Regions from separate parts of the Mus musculus genome. Here region 2 is linked to region 1. Evidence: chromatin contacts called from public HiChIP or PLAC-seq data. All regions are on one chromosome and are shown on one strand. The core of a region is the stretch at or near the end of the contact, and the rest is flanking DNA. Distances in the headings are between cores, read along the strand shown. Region 1 has its middle 28 kb from the start of Gatad2a. Region 2 holds the start of Tm6sf2 (transmembrane 6 superfamily member 2).

Region 1 (7,513 bases), core at 2,008-4,507:
ATAGGAACTTTCCAAAACCCTTTCTGCTTCCCAACCACTTCCAGATAAAATCTAATCTGTCATCCCAAATTTAACACATCATTTGGCAAAAGTTAAAGCAAAAAGAGCTTCAACTATCTTCCCCCATTTTAAAAGTATTTATATTATGTGACGGTTGCTTTGCTTGTCTGAACCAAGTACGGTGTCCCCACTGTATGCCAGAAGAAGGCATCAGATTCCCTGGAACTGGAGTCACAGACAATTATGAACTGCTATGTAGGGTCTAGGAATCGAACCTGGACTAGAAAAGCAGCCAAGTGCTCTTAACCTCTGAGCCATCCTTCCAGTTCTGTCCCTTTTTAAGCAGGATCTCATGTAGCCCAGGTGGCCTTAAATGTCCTCCAGTTACAAGTAAGGCCTTGAACTCCTGATCCTCAGGCATAGACATCCCAAGTATGACAGGTATGTGCCATCACACCCAGTTTCTGCAATGCTTGTGCTAATCTTGTAGCTTATTAGTGGAACTTCATCTGGAGCCCCCTCTTATTTTCTTCAGCAGAGTCTCTTGTTGCCCAGACTGGTATCAAAATCCTCTTTCTGACGCCATCTTTCCTATGCCAAAATGGCAGGAGTGCACTACCATGCTTGACCCTTAATTCATTCCAAAGTCCTTGCCTGGTTTATAACCCTGCCCCCAAAGGACCCAGGTTTGTCTAAATAGGTAACCAAATAACCTAGTGAGTCAAAGTCATGAAAAGGCACAGACGAGAAAGACCTTCAGCTCTGAGGGTGCAAATGGTAAGCTGTGGTTGCTGTTACTGAAGACAACACGCATGGCCAGGCACACAGGTCACCAAAGGGAAGTTGTTACTGAAGGGATCTTAGGAGCCAAGAAGAATGCAATACAGAGAAACAGGCCTATTTATTACACCAGGCAGAATTGAAGCAATACAAAGAAACTGCTATACTAATATTAAGGAGAAAGTCATCAAATAAAATAAAGGATGAGACTAGAAAGAACTCAAGGATTCCATGTGAACCTTGAAGCTTGTATGAGAAGAATGGACTTATGCTTACAAGAAAGCTGAAGTTTTGGAAGAAAAGTAAGTGCAGATAGTAACAGGGATTGGAGGGACTATGACTTCTTAACTGATCTTAAACTGGTCCCAAATGATGAGGCCAACAAACACAGCGTCACTGACTAAGGAAGGGAGCCATGGTAAACACGAAGATGTTCCCTGCACGCTTGGCCCCTCTGCTCAGGAGCTACCACATTCTCTTCATGTTGAACCAAAGGGCTGGCAGAACTGGAAACAAACCCATACCTGCCACTTCTTAAGAAGGCCAATAATCACCCTCATGGCGGAAGACATCAGAACCCACAAGGGAGGCTGAGGCAGGAGCATCTCAAGTTCTAGGCCATCCTGGGTTGCATAGAAAAACCAGAAATTTGCCCAAAGGCTTACACTAGAGATGTGAACTAAAGTGCCTTGCACTGGCCCACAGTAGGGAACAAAAGCTAGTTTAATTCCTGTCACTAACTGGGATATTTTGCTAGCACAAGAATCAACCTATTTAAGTGATCCCTTGGTACTTTACACATAACTTTTCTTGTTTTTCTTGAGAAGGGTTTTTACTGTGTAGCCCAGGTTGGCTTAGAGCTTACTATGTAGTTCAGGATGACCTAGCACACATAGTCCTCTTGGTAGGTGTATTCCATTACATCTAGCATAATTTATTGTTGAATCAACAATTATTGATGGGATTATAGGTCAGCATAGTATGTAATTTCCCATTGTATGCAGAAGAGAAAGGCAGTGCTGGGCCTTGGTGGCGCACGCCTTTAATCCCAGCATTTAGGAGGCAAAGGCAGGCAGATTTCTGAGTTCGATGCCAGCCTGGCCTATAGAGTGAGTTTCAGGAGAGCCAGTGCTACAAAGAGAAACCCTGTCTCGAAAAAAGAAAAAAAAAAAAAAAAAGGAAGGTAGGAAGGAAGAAAGAAAGAAAGAAAGAAAGAAAGAAAGAAGAAAGAAAGAAAGAAAGAAAGAAAGAAAGAAAGAAAGAAAGAAAGAAAGAAAGAAAGAAAGAAGGAAAGAAAGGAAGGAAGAAAGAAAGGCAGGTACACTCAGCTACTGTTATTGGTCTACATCAACTGCTCAACTGTAGTATTACATCTTAACTGACACTTGTATTATTTACATCTCAAATCCAAAAACAATTATAACACGTATTGCTCTTGCAGAGAACCAGATTTCATTCCCAGCGCTCACATGGTGACTCACAACCCTCTATAACTCCAGTTCCAGGAGATCTGGTGCATGTGGTGTGCTTACATACATTTATACACATAAAAAACTTTAAATCTCCAATCCAGCAACATGCTCAAAGGTGAGAAAGCACTATGGTCTCATGGAGAGCATGCTCACATTAGCAATCAAAAATTGGTGCTGGGACCTAGAGAAATGGTTCAGTGATTAAGAGCACTGACTGCTCTTCTGAAAGTCCTGAGTTCAAATTCCAGCAACCACATGGTAGCTCACAACCATCCGTAATGAGTTCTGACCCTCTTCTGGTGCATCTGAAGCCAGCTACAGTGTACTTACATATAATAATAAATCTTTTTTAAAAATTGATAAGCAGTGCATTAGCTAGTGTCCAGCTCAATATATGCCCCCCCCACACACACACACACAACTAAACTACTACTGTACTGGTAAAATAATCCAAATAAATAATCAAAACTTTTGAGACCTAGACAGGGAATGCAATTCAGTTGATAGTGATTGCCCAGTGTGCACAGTGTGCATTCCCGGCCCCACATAAACTAGGTGTGATGGTGCACACCTGTCAGCTCAGAATTTAGGAAATAGAGGCAAGACACTCAGAAATCTAAGGTCATCCTCATCTTCATAGTTCAAGAACAGCCTGGGCTAAGGAAAAAATAATAATCCTAACCCTTTTCTTTGTCTGAAGTGAACTCTCTTTGAAGAGAGACTCCAGGTAGATACTCTAGTGAAATTCCTGAACCTCAGAGCCAAGGGCAGCCTAGTTTTATAATAAAAACTGAAGCAAGAGCCATGTGACTGAAGGATGAGTTTCCTTTCCCTGGTGGAAGCTGATTGCATCTCTTCACCAAGGCGTGGCCCTTCCTGGGTCTGGGGAATCAACTTGACGAACAGGCTGAGTGACATTCACGCCCATATAGGGAAGTGGGAGCTGGCCCAGGCAGCCCCACAGGCGTTAGGAAGGCGGGGCCTCTGCCAGCCAGAGACCTGTGGCTGCTCTCCTGAGAAGTCCCCTCGCACAGAGGAAGCGTTCCACCAGCACTGAGAGTGACCGCTGAGTAATGCCACAGACAGATAGCAAAAAGGTTATAGCCTCCAGGGTCGAGGGCCCAGGTCTGTCCCGGCATAAAGGAGACTGCTGAAGGAAGGATCGTAAATTGAAGGCTAGTCTGAGCTACAGACCCTCTTTTGAGAAACAACACAAAAAACAGGTGCGGTAATAATCGCAGCACTTCAGAAGAGGATCACTGTGAGTCTGAGGATAGCCTGGCTTGCAGAGGAAGGGGAGGGGAAGAGAAAAGGGAAGTGGGCTCTGGAAAGACGGCTTAGTGGCACTTGCTGCTCTTGAGTGTGACCCAAATACCCACTTATGGCAGCTCACAGTCGCCTCTGTGTGCAGCTCCAAGGGATCCAACGCCCCCTTCTGTCCTCTAAGGTCACCTGCAAGGCACATGTGCACAGATAGACACGTTAATAAAAATTAAATATATCTTTATTTTTAAAGGAAAAAAAAAAGAGGAAACGAAGGGAGAACTGTGTGTACTGACCCACCACTGTCACAGCAGCATGTCACGTAAGGATTAAGTTTTTATTTTTGTTTTTTTTTTTTTTTCCGAGACAGGGTTTCTCTGTATAGCCCAAGCTGGAACTCACTTTGTAGACCAGGCTGGCCTCGAACTCAGAAATCTGCCTGCCTCTGCCTCCAGAGTGCTGGGATTAAGGGCGTGCACAACCACGCCTGGCTGGAGGATTAGGAATTTAAGGGTTATCTTTAGCTACATATGGAATTCCAGGAAAGCCTAGGCTACAAGGAAAGGGAGGGTGACAGAAGGAGGGAAGAAAAGAAAGAGGCAAGAAGGGAGGAAGGAAAGAGAAAAGGGAGTTAGGTTAAAGCTATACAGAGTCACTAAAGAGTCTCTAAATGGCTGAGTTGCTTTGCACAGAGCTAAATACCACACCCTGCATCCCTGCAGGCATCTTCATTCATTAGAGTTGACCCAGCTTGTGTGTTGTGTATCTCTAGAATCACTGACCTACTGAAAGCAGCATCCTTTTGAGGGTCTGTGGGCTTGGTCCTGGTTTCCCCAGGGAAGCAAATCATTGTTTTTAGAGGGAAAAAGATCAGGTGCAATGGCACCAACAGGCCGTCGTTCGCACCCCTGTGCTTCCCTAGAGAAAATCAAGCAGACATCTACAAGCTATGGTGGACCACACTGTGCCTTTATTGAGATGAGTTTCTAGAATATACAGAAGCAAAGCCAGACTAAGCCCAGGAGCCCTTTCAGCCAAGCATTTTGTAGACAGGGCCTTAATATATAGCTCAAGCTGCCTGATATTCCTGTCTGTCTCAGCCTCCTATGGGATCACAGGCCTGTGCCACCACACAAAGCTGCTGGCTGAGTTTTTTTAAAAGATTTAAATTTTTAAATATTTAAAATTTATTTATTTATTTATTTTTCCTTTTTTTTTTTTTCTGAGACAGAGTTTCTCTGTAGCCCTGGCTGTCCTGGAACTCACTCTGTAGTCCAGGCTGGCCTTGAACGCAGAAATTCACCTGCCTCTGCCTCCCAAGTGCTGGGATTAAAGGCGTGCCCCAGTACTGCCTGGCAATAGTTTATTTTTTGAAAAAGGGTTTTATGTAACCTAGGCTGGACTCAAACTCTCTATGTAGCCAAAGATGACCATCAAGTTCTGATCTTCCTGCTTTCACCTCCCAACTGCTGGGATGATAGTCATGTGCTACGGTACATGGAACCCAGGGATTTTGTGTCAGCTGATCTACAGCTGTGTTAGTCAGTGAACTACAGTGACTTCTCCACCACCAGGAAGAGCATTTCTTTCAATTTCGAGTTTCTGAAAGAGAAAGCATTCTTCCTAGACAGGAGCCGCATAAGAAGAAGGAAGGAAGTGAGCTTACTCACAGCCACCTGGAGCTTCAGTAAGGTTTGAACATAGCATTACCAACATAAACTGAAGCACAAGGCAGGTGCCTCTTTGCCTCCCTGAATGTGGGTGTGGTCCCACCTGGGATCTGTGATACCATCTCATGCCCTCCAGTTCCTCCTCCCTGCCCCCCCCACCCCCCATAGGTATTTGAGCCTAGCTCAGAGAGTGAGCTCGTGGGATCTACTCAGATTTCTGGTTTCTGAAGGACACTGCCTCCTGCTGGAATATCCCACCCCAACCACCCGCTCTGAGTCTGAAGTGAGCCTCCAATTTAGGTGCTGGAAATCAAAGCCTAACCTTTTGGCCTTATGGAAGAGTAGATTCTGCTCTTAACCAAGAGCCAGCCATCTCTCCAGCCAGAGAGAGAGAGGGAGAGGGGACAGGGGAGAGGGGAAAGAAAGAGGGAGAGAAAGAAGGAGAGAAAGAGGGAGAGAGACAGAGACAGAGACACACAGAAAGAGAAAGCTTGAAGCAAGGCTCATCTAAGCTGCAAAGGCCCAAAGGACAGGCCTAGCCCTGTCAGAAACTGATGGCTGCTCAACATCTCAAAGGTGCTGTGAGCCGGGCCTTTAATCCCAGCACTTGGGAGGCAGAGGCAGGCAGATTTCTGAGTTCGAGGCCAGCCTGGTCTACAAAGTGAGCTCCAGGACTGCCAGAGCTATACAGAGAAACCCTGTCTCGAAAAACCAAAAAAAAAAAAAAAAAAAAAAAGAGGACATGTGAGACCAACCAAAAAAGACCTGAGAGTACTCTGTCCTAAGGGCTTCCACATAATGTCCAAGATACTGGAAGAGAGCAAGCCCAGAGTTTCTCCTAGGGAAGTTTCTCATAAATTATTGCCAAAGGGTAAATTCACTTTAGTTTAGGATGGCCTTGAAGTCTCCAGACTCCTCTTCTCAAGTGCTAAGATCTCTGGTGCATGAGGACTAGGGTCTCCTTGAAGTCCAGATTAGTCTCAAACTTGTGTAGCTCAGAAGGACCTTGAACTTGTCAATGTCATTGTCTATATTGTTGTTTTAGGACAAAATCTCTCTGTGTAGCCCTCCCTGGCTGTTTTGGAACTCTGTAGGCCACTGGTCTTGAACTCAGTGACCACCTGTCTCCTGGGTGCAGGGATCAGAGGTGTTTACCACTCCCAGCTCACCTTGAACTCTTGGTCCTCTTGCCTCCCCCACCCCCCAAGTGCTGAGCCAGCTGCCATATCCAGTAATGCAAGGCTTTGTGGATCACTAAGCACTCCACCAATAGAACTGGAGTCACATCCCTGTTTGTTTATTTATTTGAAACAAGATCCTGTTTTGTAGCCCAGGGCAGCCTGGTGCCCTGGTGGGCTCTGCCTCCCAAATGGTAGGGTTTCCTCCCTTCCCTCTCCCCCTTTAACCTTTTACAGGGTCTTCCCATGTAACACAGCCATGATGGCCTAGAACTTGAGATCCTCTTGTCTAGGTCTCATGAGTGCTGGTCTAACAGGCCCCTGCTGTTAGATCCCTGCATGGATCAAAGATGTCACAAGATGTGGCTTCAATCCCACTCCTTTAATTGCCACACCCCTGTCTCAAACAAGCAATTTGCCTTTAATCTCACTCCCCTCCACCCCAAAACCCACCCACCCCGTCTAAAATAAGCAACAAACAAACACATCATTGACCTAGTTGCTCAGGAGGCTGACACAGTAAGATTGCTTGTAGCCAGGAGTTTAGGGGTAGCAGCATGGCCAGCATTTGGATTGTATTAAGGCATAACCTTGGAGGATTCTAGAAAGATAAAGTGGTTATGTGCCATAAATCACCTCAAAGCATCACATTGGTATAGTCTCTTGGTCAATTTGTATGCAAAAGCCTCTCAGCCTCTGGTGGCCAAATCCCATTCTGACACATGACCTGGGGGTGGGCTTTGGAAAACCATGCTTTGTCATCTATGTTTACACTGAAGGACTCCTTGGTGAGAGAACACAGACCCGTGAATGAGGGGCCTGGGTGTAGCCCAATAGTAACTTCCTTCCATCAGGTCAGTGCCAGAGAATGTTCTAGAGGCAGGCAGAACTTCCTGGAGAGAGGAAGTCTGGTTTCCTGGGGAAGGCACAGTGAATGGGTAACTGATGTATGTGGGTTGGTTGGGGGTCTGGCTCTGTGTTGGCCAGTGGGTGTGAGGGAAAGAGGGGAGTGGGAGAAAATCCCAGTCCCGCCAGAGTTCTGGTTATCTGGAAGGGTGGACACGGAAGGACTGCCGCACACTCTCCTCCACGTTGCCCCTTGTAGAATTTTCTACTGGTTCGCTGGAGCAAGCCTCATTCAACCAAAATA
Region 2 (7,513 bases), core at 3,397-5,896, 71 kb after region 1:
CTGGCCTGTGGGTGATCATCCTGGCTAGCTCTGAGGGCCAGTTATCTCCAGTCCTGCCCTGGGATCTTCAGCCAAGGAGAAAAGCTCCTGAGCTTGATGGTGCCAGTTGAGGGTTAAGAAACAGCCTGCCACTTAAGACTGAGTGCTTCTGCTGGCCACAGAACATCCAGAGCCCTGAAGACAAAGGTACCAAGCTGTGGTCCAGAGTAGCAGCCCAGGCTCCAAACAATACGCCAAGGTTCACAGTCCAGTGGTCTGTGCTATCTCTGTCTGAGAGCACTCACTGCCTGTCACTGGTGGAGTGGCCAAAAAAAGAAAGGTCCCTTCTCAGCCTCATGGGTCCCCAAATCCATGTGTGCTCCTACAGCTCCTCAAGCAAAGATCAAGGGTGCCCTGGGAACCTAGGAAAGCCCAGGGCTTCATGTATGCTGGCCAATATGTGTGTGTGTGTGTGCACACACATGTTGCTGGGGATGAAACCCAGGGCTTCATGTATGCGGGCCAAACACTGCCCCCTGAACCTCATCCATCCCTAGTGGGCAGTTCTGAAGGGTAGTACCTGAGCTCTGAGGAATTGATAGACTCAGCCTTTTCTAGAGCACTCTGTGTGTACACATGTAGAGATCTGGCTTCCCTTCCCAGAGGTGTTTGGTGGCTTCTGTCAATCAGATGGGTTATCACAGCACTTTTCCTATGAATCAGTGCAGCTCCACCTCAAGTTCAAAAGATAATGCAAAATTTAAATGTCAGTAGCTTTGAGGATAGCTGGTTGTCTTCCTGAGGGGGCCACTTGGTAGAGTCTTATGTCAGACTAAATCCAATGGGCATCTACACCAGATAGCATGTGCATGGCTCATAGTCATCTACATAGCTCAGCTCCTTTCTGTTGCTTTGCTAGGCCTCTGCCCTGTCTCCATTAGCGTGTGGTGTTGAGTGAGGACTCAGGCCAGGTTTCTATTCTGGGATATGGGACCCTCTCTGATCCTTAGCCACAAATGTTGTGAAGCCTCCTGGAGGCTTTCTAAAGAAGTGAACAACCAGAACACATGAGAGCCTCTACCACAGTGGAGTGTCTCTGGGTCTGCTTTGGAGCCTGCATGGGGTGCCATGGGCAGAGTTGACACCAGGAGTGCCTGCCACTTTGTTACTGTCCTGTCCTGTTTTCTATTTCTAGTTCAGGATCTCAAAGGGCTTGGCTATGAGAAGGGGAAACCTGTGGGCCTGGTGGGTGTCACAGAGCTGTCTGATGCACAAAAGAAGCAGCTGAAGGAGCAGCAGGAGGTAAGGCCACAGGCAGGTAACTCAGCTCTGCCCTAAGATGAAGGGTCACATGAGTATTAATGTATGAGTGCTATCTGAGGAGTCCCTAACAGGCAAGTCCCCAGGGCCTATAGACTGTTCCTAAAGAGAGGTCTCACATTCGATCTCCCCTTCCCCAGCTTCCTCCAGTCTCTGGGTATATTCTCCTATGCTTTGGGACCCTGATGATCTGAGACATTGATGTCTGACCTCACCATCGAGGAGTCTGCTGGGCAGATTAAGCTCCTAGCCCCACCCTGCAATAGGCCTGCAGCCTGATGTCAGCTACTGTCCTTGTTCTGTGGCTGAGAGTCCCTACCCATGCTGGGACATGGATGTGACAGGCTGCAGCTCTTGCCCTGCCTGCTCTTCTGAGCAAGGAGATCTTTTCAATGAGCACTTGCCTATCCACTCCGCAGATGCAGCAGATGTATGACATGATTATGCAGCACAAGCGCGCCATGCAAGACATGCAGCTTCTGTGGGAGAAGGCGCTGCAGCAACACCAGCATGGCTATGACAGTGATGAGGAGGTAGACAGTGAACTGGGCACCTGGGAGCACCAGCTGCGACGCATGGAGATGGACAAGACACGGGGTATGTGGGACATGAAAAGAGGGTGAACCCCACTTACCTGCACCACTTGGCCATGGCACATGGTCTAGAGGCTCCACCGATCCAGAAATAGCACCATTGCTATCGACTACTTTCTCATCCCTTGCCACTCACTCATCTTCCTCTCCTCTCTGAGCAGAGTGGGCAGAGCAGCTGACACAGATGGGTCGGGGCAAGCACTTCATCGGTGACTTTCTGCCCCCTGATGAGCTGGAGAAGTTCATGGAGACCTTCAAGGCCCTGAAGGTGGGGAAGCCGATGGGCAGGCATGGACAGGAGGGGAATTAACACATAGTGTAGTGTCTTCCAGCCAGTGGGAAATCACAGTTTCAGAGCTGGGGCCCAAGGATAGCTTTTCTTTCTTCCTTAAAACAGGATCTTGTCATGCAGTCCTCACTGATCTGGAACTTGTGTAGATCAGGCTAGCCATGTTCTTTTGTCATGTTCCTCTGCCACCCAATTGCAGAAAGGCACCGTCTTGCATGCTGCCCCACTGTGGTGGGCTCAAGAACCAGGGGGCTGATGAGACATGAATTGGCATTTCTTTGTATCCCATAGTTATGTCTGTTTAGCATTCTGTGTGACAGATTGTTCCCAAGCTGGGTATTCAGAACAAATTGCTCTTAGAACATGAGCTACTCTTGGCCTGTAAACTGTTAACGTCCCAAACAGGCCATGTTAATGGTCACCTTGTCCCCTTTGACTTGAGTGCCTGGAAGCTCAGCCCTTTGAAGACAGCATAAGGATGAAGAGCTTGATTTATTTCAGTGGAGTCAACCACTGATGGCTGGGGCACATGGGTGGAACCAGTCTGGCATGAGGCTAACTAAGATCAAGTTGGGCAGGCATTGGAGCCAGAACTGGGACCTAGGGACAGCTATAGTCCCCATGGCTGGCAACTTTCTCCTCTCTTCTGTTGCAGGAGGGCAGAGAGCCAGACTACTCAGAATATAAGGAGTTTAAGCTGACGGTGGAAAACATTGGCTACCAGATGCTCATGAAGATGGGCTGGAAAGAGGGCGAGGGGCTGGGCACTGAGGGCCAGGGCATCAAGAACCCAGTGAACAAGTGAGTGCTGCCACAGGGCTTGCGGGAGCACACAGATGGACAAGTCCTAAGGTTCCAGCTAGTGACAACTAGTTCTGGTTTAACTAGTATGTAAAGCCTTGCTACCCACACTGCTTGACCGTGAAGCTGGCCTCTGACCCCATGTCTGAGTGAATCTAGGACCTGCCAACCCTGCCACCAGTCCCCACCCCAGTACCCCAGAAGCCCTTCCTGTCTGTCTCATCCTGGTTCCTACTCATGACTGCTGGTTTTCCTTCCACAGGGGTGCCACCACAATAGATGGAGCTGGCTTTGGCATCGACCGGCCAGCTGAACTCTCCAAGGAGGATGATGAGTACGAGGCCTTCCGCAAGAGGATGATGCTGGCCTACCGATTCCGGCCCAACCCGCTGGTGCGTGCCTCCCTGACTGCCTGTTAGTTTGAGAGAGATGACAAAACCCCTGCTGTAGCCCTCACAGGATGTCAGCTCTGCTGCCTGCAACGTTGTGGAGGGAGGACCTATAGTTTTCCACTAACACTCCTTTGATCTTTTTGGGCTTCCACAGAACAACCCCAGACGGCCCTACTACTGAATATTCTGGAAACACAAAGTCTACATTCAGATCGGCCATCCTTGGACTATGAAATGTTCTGGCATCCATCTCTATCCTGTGGTCACAAGTGTTGTGCTGTGTATTAAAGTCCCAATGCTCACCTGTCCAGCATTCCAGTTCCTGCTGTTGCCAGAAACCTCTTTTGTCCCTCCTCCAGTCCCACTGAGGCTCATTGAGTTCACAGTAACTGGAGACCAGCCAGTTGATTCAGACTTTACCCCAGGCAGAGGAAAAAGAGGCTTCCAAACACTTCATGATATGTGCATGGGCTGGTGTGGACTGGGCACAGCTGGAGTATGGGTAGGGCCTGTCTAGAGGCAGAGGCCTGGGCTGTCTCATGTATTGCTCACTGCATAGCTGCAAGAGCCCAGCTGGAGCCCGTGATGGTCAATCTTTGCAGCTTCATCCCATTTGTGCTGCCCTGGATCCTCCCCAGACCTCTCCAGCTAGTCAAAGTCCTCAAGAGAATAAGAATGATAAATCTGAGTACTCCAGTCTTGCTCCTCTGGTCTTCCATCTCCCCAATGTTTCCCTCTCCCAAGATCTGGTTGGGCATGACACAAAAGGTCCTAGAGTTGGCAGAGCTGAGTAGTGGGAGTGTGGCCAGGGGCTGGACTGCAGTGTGTACAAGTTGTGAGTGTAGGGCCTGGGGGCGGGGCCATGTAGAGCGTGGCTGCACTCTTGAGCTAATGCCTGTGAGTAGGGCTAGGAGAGGTGAATGGGTCTTAGGTAAGGGACTATTGTGGACTCGGTAAAGGGAAGTCTCTACAGTTCAGCCCCACAGGTGACTAGGGTATGGGGGCGGAGTTATAAGCTGGGTAGAGGTAAGGGGGCATGGCTGCAGATGTGGGACGGCTGAAAACTGGGAAAGGACGCTGTGCAATGGATAAAAGGACTGAGAAAGGGAGCTTATGGGCGGAGTCTCCTGATAGTAGGGCGGCACTCCCCACCCACCCCCTCCGCATACTGGCCAAGAACCTCAACACAGGAAAGGGTGGTGACCAGCTCCTGCGCGGGGCGACCTTTGCGCGCGGGGGGGGGGGGGGGGGCAGGCAGGTTCCTGGCAACTCAGAGCTCTGACGCGCTGCGGTCACGGAGCCAAGCGTCCTGGAGGCCTCGCCGGGGTCGGGGTGCCGCTGCCATGGACATCCCGCCCCTAGCCGGCAGGACTGTGGCAATGTCATTCTGCGCCCTGCCAGTGTCCTACCTACTCAATCAAGTTTCGGCGTTCTCACAGTGCGTTTTCGTCCATGAGGACCATGGGGCTGGAGGGAGGATGAGGGGTAGCAAAATCCCATAGGATGGGAGCTGGGCCGGGGGAACGCCATTGCAAGCAGAAATCCCTCTCCAGCCGCGCTGTCAGGAAGATGAAGTTGTAAGTTTCTGGGGAAAGGTGATGTGGAGCCATAGTGGGTTGTGGCATTTACGAGTATTCCAGGGATGTATGCTGTGCCAGTTCCAAAGTCACCCAGGGTCAAAGTATTTTCCTAGATAAAGCCCAACTCACCCAACTTCCCTGGTACGCATGCCCTGTACCATCGTCTCTGTCTCAGGCCTAGAGTTAACTCCCCCTACAAGCAATGAGCACCCTGTCCCTGACTTCTATCTTCAGATAGACCCCGGAGGTCCAGCAATCCCCTCACTCCAAAGCTCAGTTAACTCAAACAGTGGGATAGAGAGGGCCTTAGCCATAGGTCTGACTCCCTGGTACCTGTCTCCTGAGAGTCTGAGTGAGCCAAGTGCCCTTTGGGAGCCCAGGTCTCTTTATCTATCTGGGTTTCACTATCGTCATGGGTGAGGATCACAAGTTCTGTGCAGTGTCAAGATTAGTGTTGGCATTTTGGTTAAGTAAAACCAGGATGGAGTTTATGAAATGTGGGCCTGGGTAGTTTAGGAGAATTGAACAAAAACTGGCTGTGTGGCACCAGACAGGTGGATTCCCCTCTCTGGGTTTTGGTTTGTTTGTCCAGCTGTGTTAAGGGAAGCCCAGAGACCTGGCTTGTGTTATCTATGCAGCTAGCTGAACTGTCTTATCAGACTGTATAACTTCGGTGTAACTGAGCAAGAATAGGGAAGTGCAGTTGGAGACATTTGGACTTTAGTTGAGAGAAACTGGGAGCCTCAAGAAAATACTAGATTCCCTCCCATCAGAGTCCAACCACATGAAGGGTGAGGCTCAATGAGTGACCTGGCAAATCCAAAGGAATGAGTATTAGCTAATGATGAAACACAGAGATAGGGAAATCAGAGAGGGCTTCCAGTGGGAGCAATATGGATAAGCCTTGAAGTATGAGTAGGAGTTTGCCAAGTAGAAAACCTAACCAAGAAACCACTGATGGAGAAGTCAGGTCTCATTCTCCTTTGCTGACACTTTCTGAATAATTCCTCCAGGAGGTCTCACCCAAGCACTCGATTTTCCCCCAGGCCCCTGTTTGTGGTGCTGACGAGTGCTCTGATACTGGGTCTGCTCTTCCTGGCAGTCTATAGCCTATCTCATGGGGAGATCACCTACGACCCTCTCTATGCTGGTGAGTCATTGGGAGGTGCTGAGGAGCAGGGTTCTCTGGGCAAAGGCTAAAGACCAACCCAAGGACCTCTGTTAGTCTTTGAGTGGTTCCCATTAACTGTGGAACTCGGAGGGCCTGGAATACCATTAGACTGGAGAACCTCAAAGGGTGTCTTTCAGAGGTGGAACTCCAGAGAGAAGTAATTATGTCTTTCTCCCCTATGCCCTTCCCAGGACTCATGTAGCCTGAGCTGACCCTAACTCCTAATCTTCCTGCCTCTATCTGAGTTCTGAATGCTGGAATGACAATGGCACTTTGTCCAGCTCCAGACTTGGGACTTCCTTCATCACATATATAGAATGTAGAATGGATGCTATTATGTGTGGCCTGGTCACCTTTCCTTAGACCTGATGTTTCTTTTTCTCTTTCTTCCTTCCTTCCTTCCTTCCTTCCTTCCTTCCTTCCTTCCTTCCTTCCTTCCTTCCTTCCTTCCTTCCTTTCTTTCTTTCTTTCTTTCTTTCTTTCTTTCTTTCTTTCTTTCTTTCTTTCTTTTTTCTTCTTTCTTCAAGACAGGGTTTCCCTGTATAGCCCTGGCTGTCCTGTAACTCACTCTGTAGACCAGGCTGGTCTTGAACTCAGAAACTTGCCTGCCTCTGCCTCCCAAGTGCTGGGATTAAAGGTGTGCCACCACTGCCCGGCTGGACCTGATGTTTCAAGCCCAATTATAAGCTGAACTAAAAGCTAATGTGGTGCTGAGAGCCTGTAATCCCAGCAATTGGGAATCTGCAGCAGGAGGATTTTCATTTGTCCCAGGGCAGCCTAGGCTACAGACCCTGTGTCAAAAGAACAGAACCTGAGATTGCCCAGGCCCAAACTGTCATTGTGTTGGCTTTAGCCACACCCATACTTGGCCCTGTCCTTGTCCATGTCAACCCCACTCACCTGCTCAGTCCCACCTTCTCTGTCTCCAGTCTTTGTGATCTTCTCCTTCACCTCGGTGGTGGACCTTGTCATTGCACTCCAAGAAGATGGCTACATGATGGGCTTCATGGATTTCTACACCAAGGAGGTAGTGTGGGATAGCTGGGTGTGGTTCTGGCCCCATCATGCATGCTCCTGAGCCCCACTCCTGCCCACAGGGTGAGCCCTACCTACGCACAGCACATGGCATCTTCATCTGCTACTGGGATGGTACTGTGCACTACCTGCTCTATCTGACAATGGCTGGTGCCATCCGCAAAAGGTGAGGGGGACAGAAGACTAGGAACCCAGGAGGAGATTGATTCCTGGAGTGAGTCCCAAGTCTCTGGGGAACCAGAAGTGTTTGAGAAGGGGTGTGATCACCTGGGGAAGGCTCGAGAACATTTCCAGGTTGTCAACAGGTATGGCTGGCTGGAGACCCACATCTTCTAGACCATTGGTGTCATTCC

The links. HiChIP or PLAC-seq counts read pairs in DNA pulled down with a chosen protein or histone mark.
Region 2: a contact with region 1 is called in an H3K27ac HiChIP or PLAC-seq map of embryonic stem cells, with 8 read pairs. The contact joins the promoter of Tm6sf2 here to the enhancer-like site in region 1. A contact is called at or near these places in 12 of 39 promoter capture datasets (the 3T3-L1 cell line, 3T3-L1-derived adipocytes, cranial neural crest and 7 more), 2 of 484 Hi-C or Micro-C datasets (embryonic stem cells and forebrain), 5 of 115 datasets of contacts at active chromatin or transcription factors (double positive thymocytes, effector CD8 T cells and embryonic stem cells) and 3 of 9 other capture datasets (adipose tissue, liver and pancreatic islet).

What each region holds. Positions count from the first base shown.
Region 1 is chr8:69,998,169-70,005,681 of GRCm38.p6, forward strand. No RefSeq gene overlaps it. Among named protein-coding and RNA genes, the nearest start is that of Gatad2a, 28 kb to the left of the region's middle. Within about 2 kb of position 3,258, at least 276 of the 459 cell types and tissues checked have an H3K27ac peak or open chromatin away from gene starts, as enhancers often do. A contact at or near this core is called in adipose tissue, double positive thymocytes, embryonic stem cells and 4 more, where this site is marked.
Region 2 is chr8:70,068,278-70,075,790 of GRCm38.p6, forward strand. It overlaps Tm6sf2 (transmembrane 6 superfamily member 2), which reads left to right and starts at 4,647. Exons shown (of 10, transcript NM_001293795.1): 1 at 4,647-4,812; 2 at 6,001-6,104; 3 at 7,055-7,152; 4 at 7,223-7,326. The coding sequence starts at 4,718. It overlaps Sugp1 (SURP and G patch domain containing 1), which reads left to right. Exons shown (of 14, transcript NM_027481.3): 9 at 1,175-1,281; 10 at 1,719-1,896; 11 at 2,054-2,160; 12 at 2,837-2,982; 13 at 3,245-3,374; 14 at 3,529-4,070. The coding sequence ends at 3,555.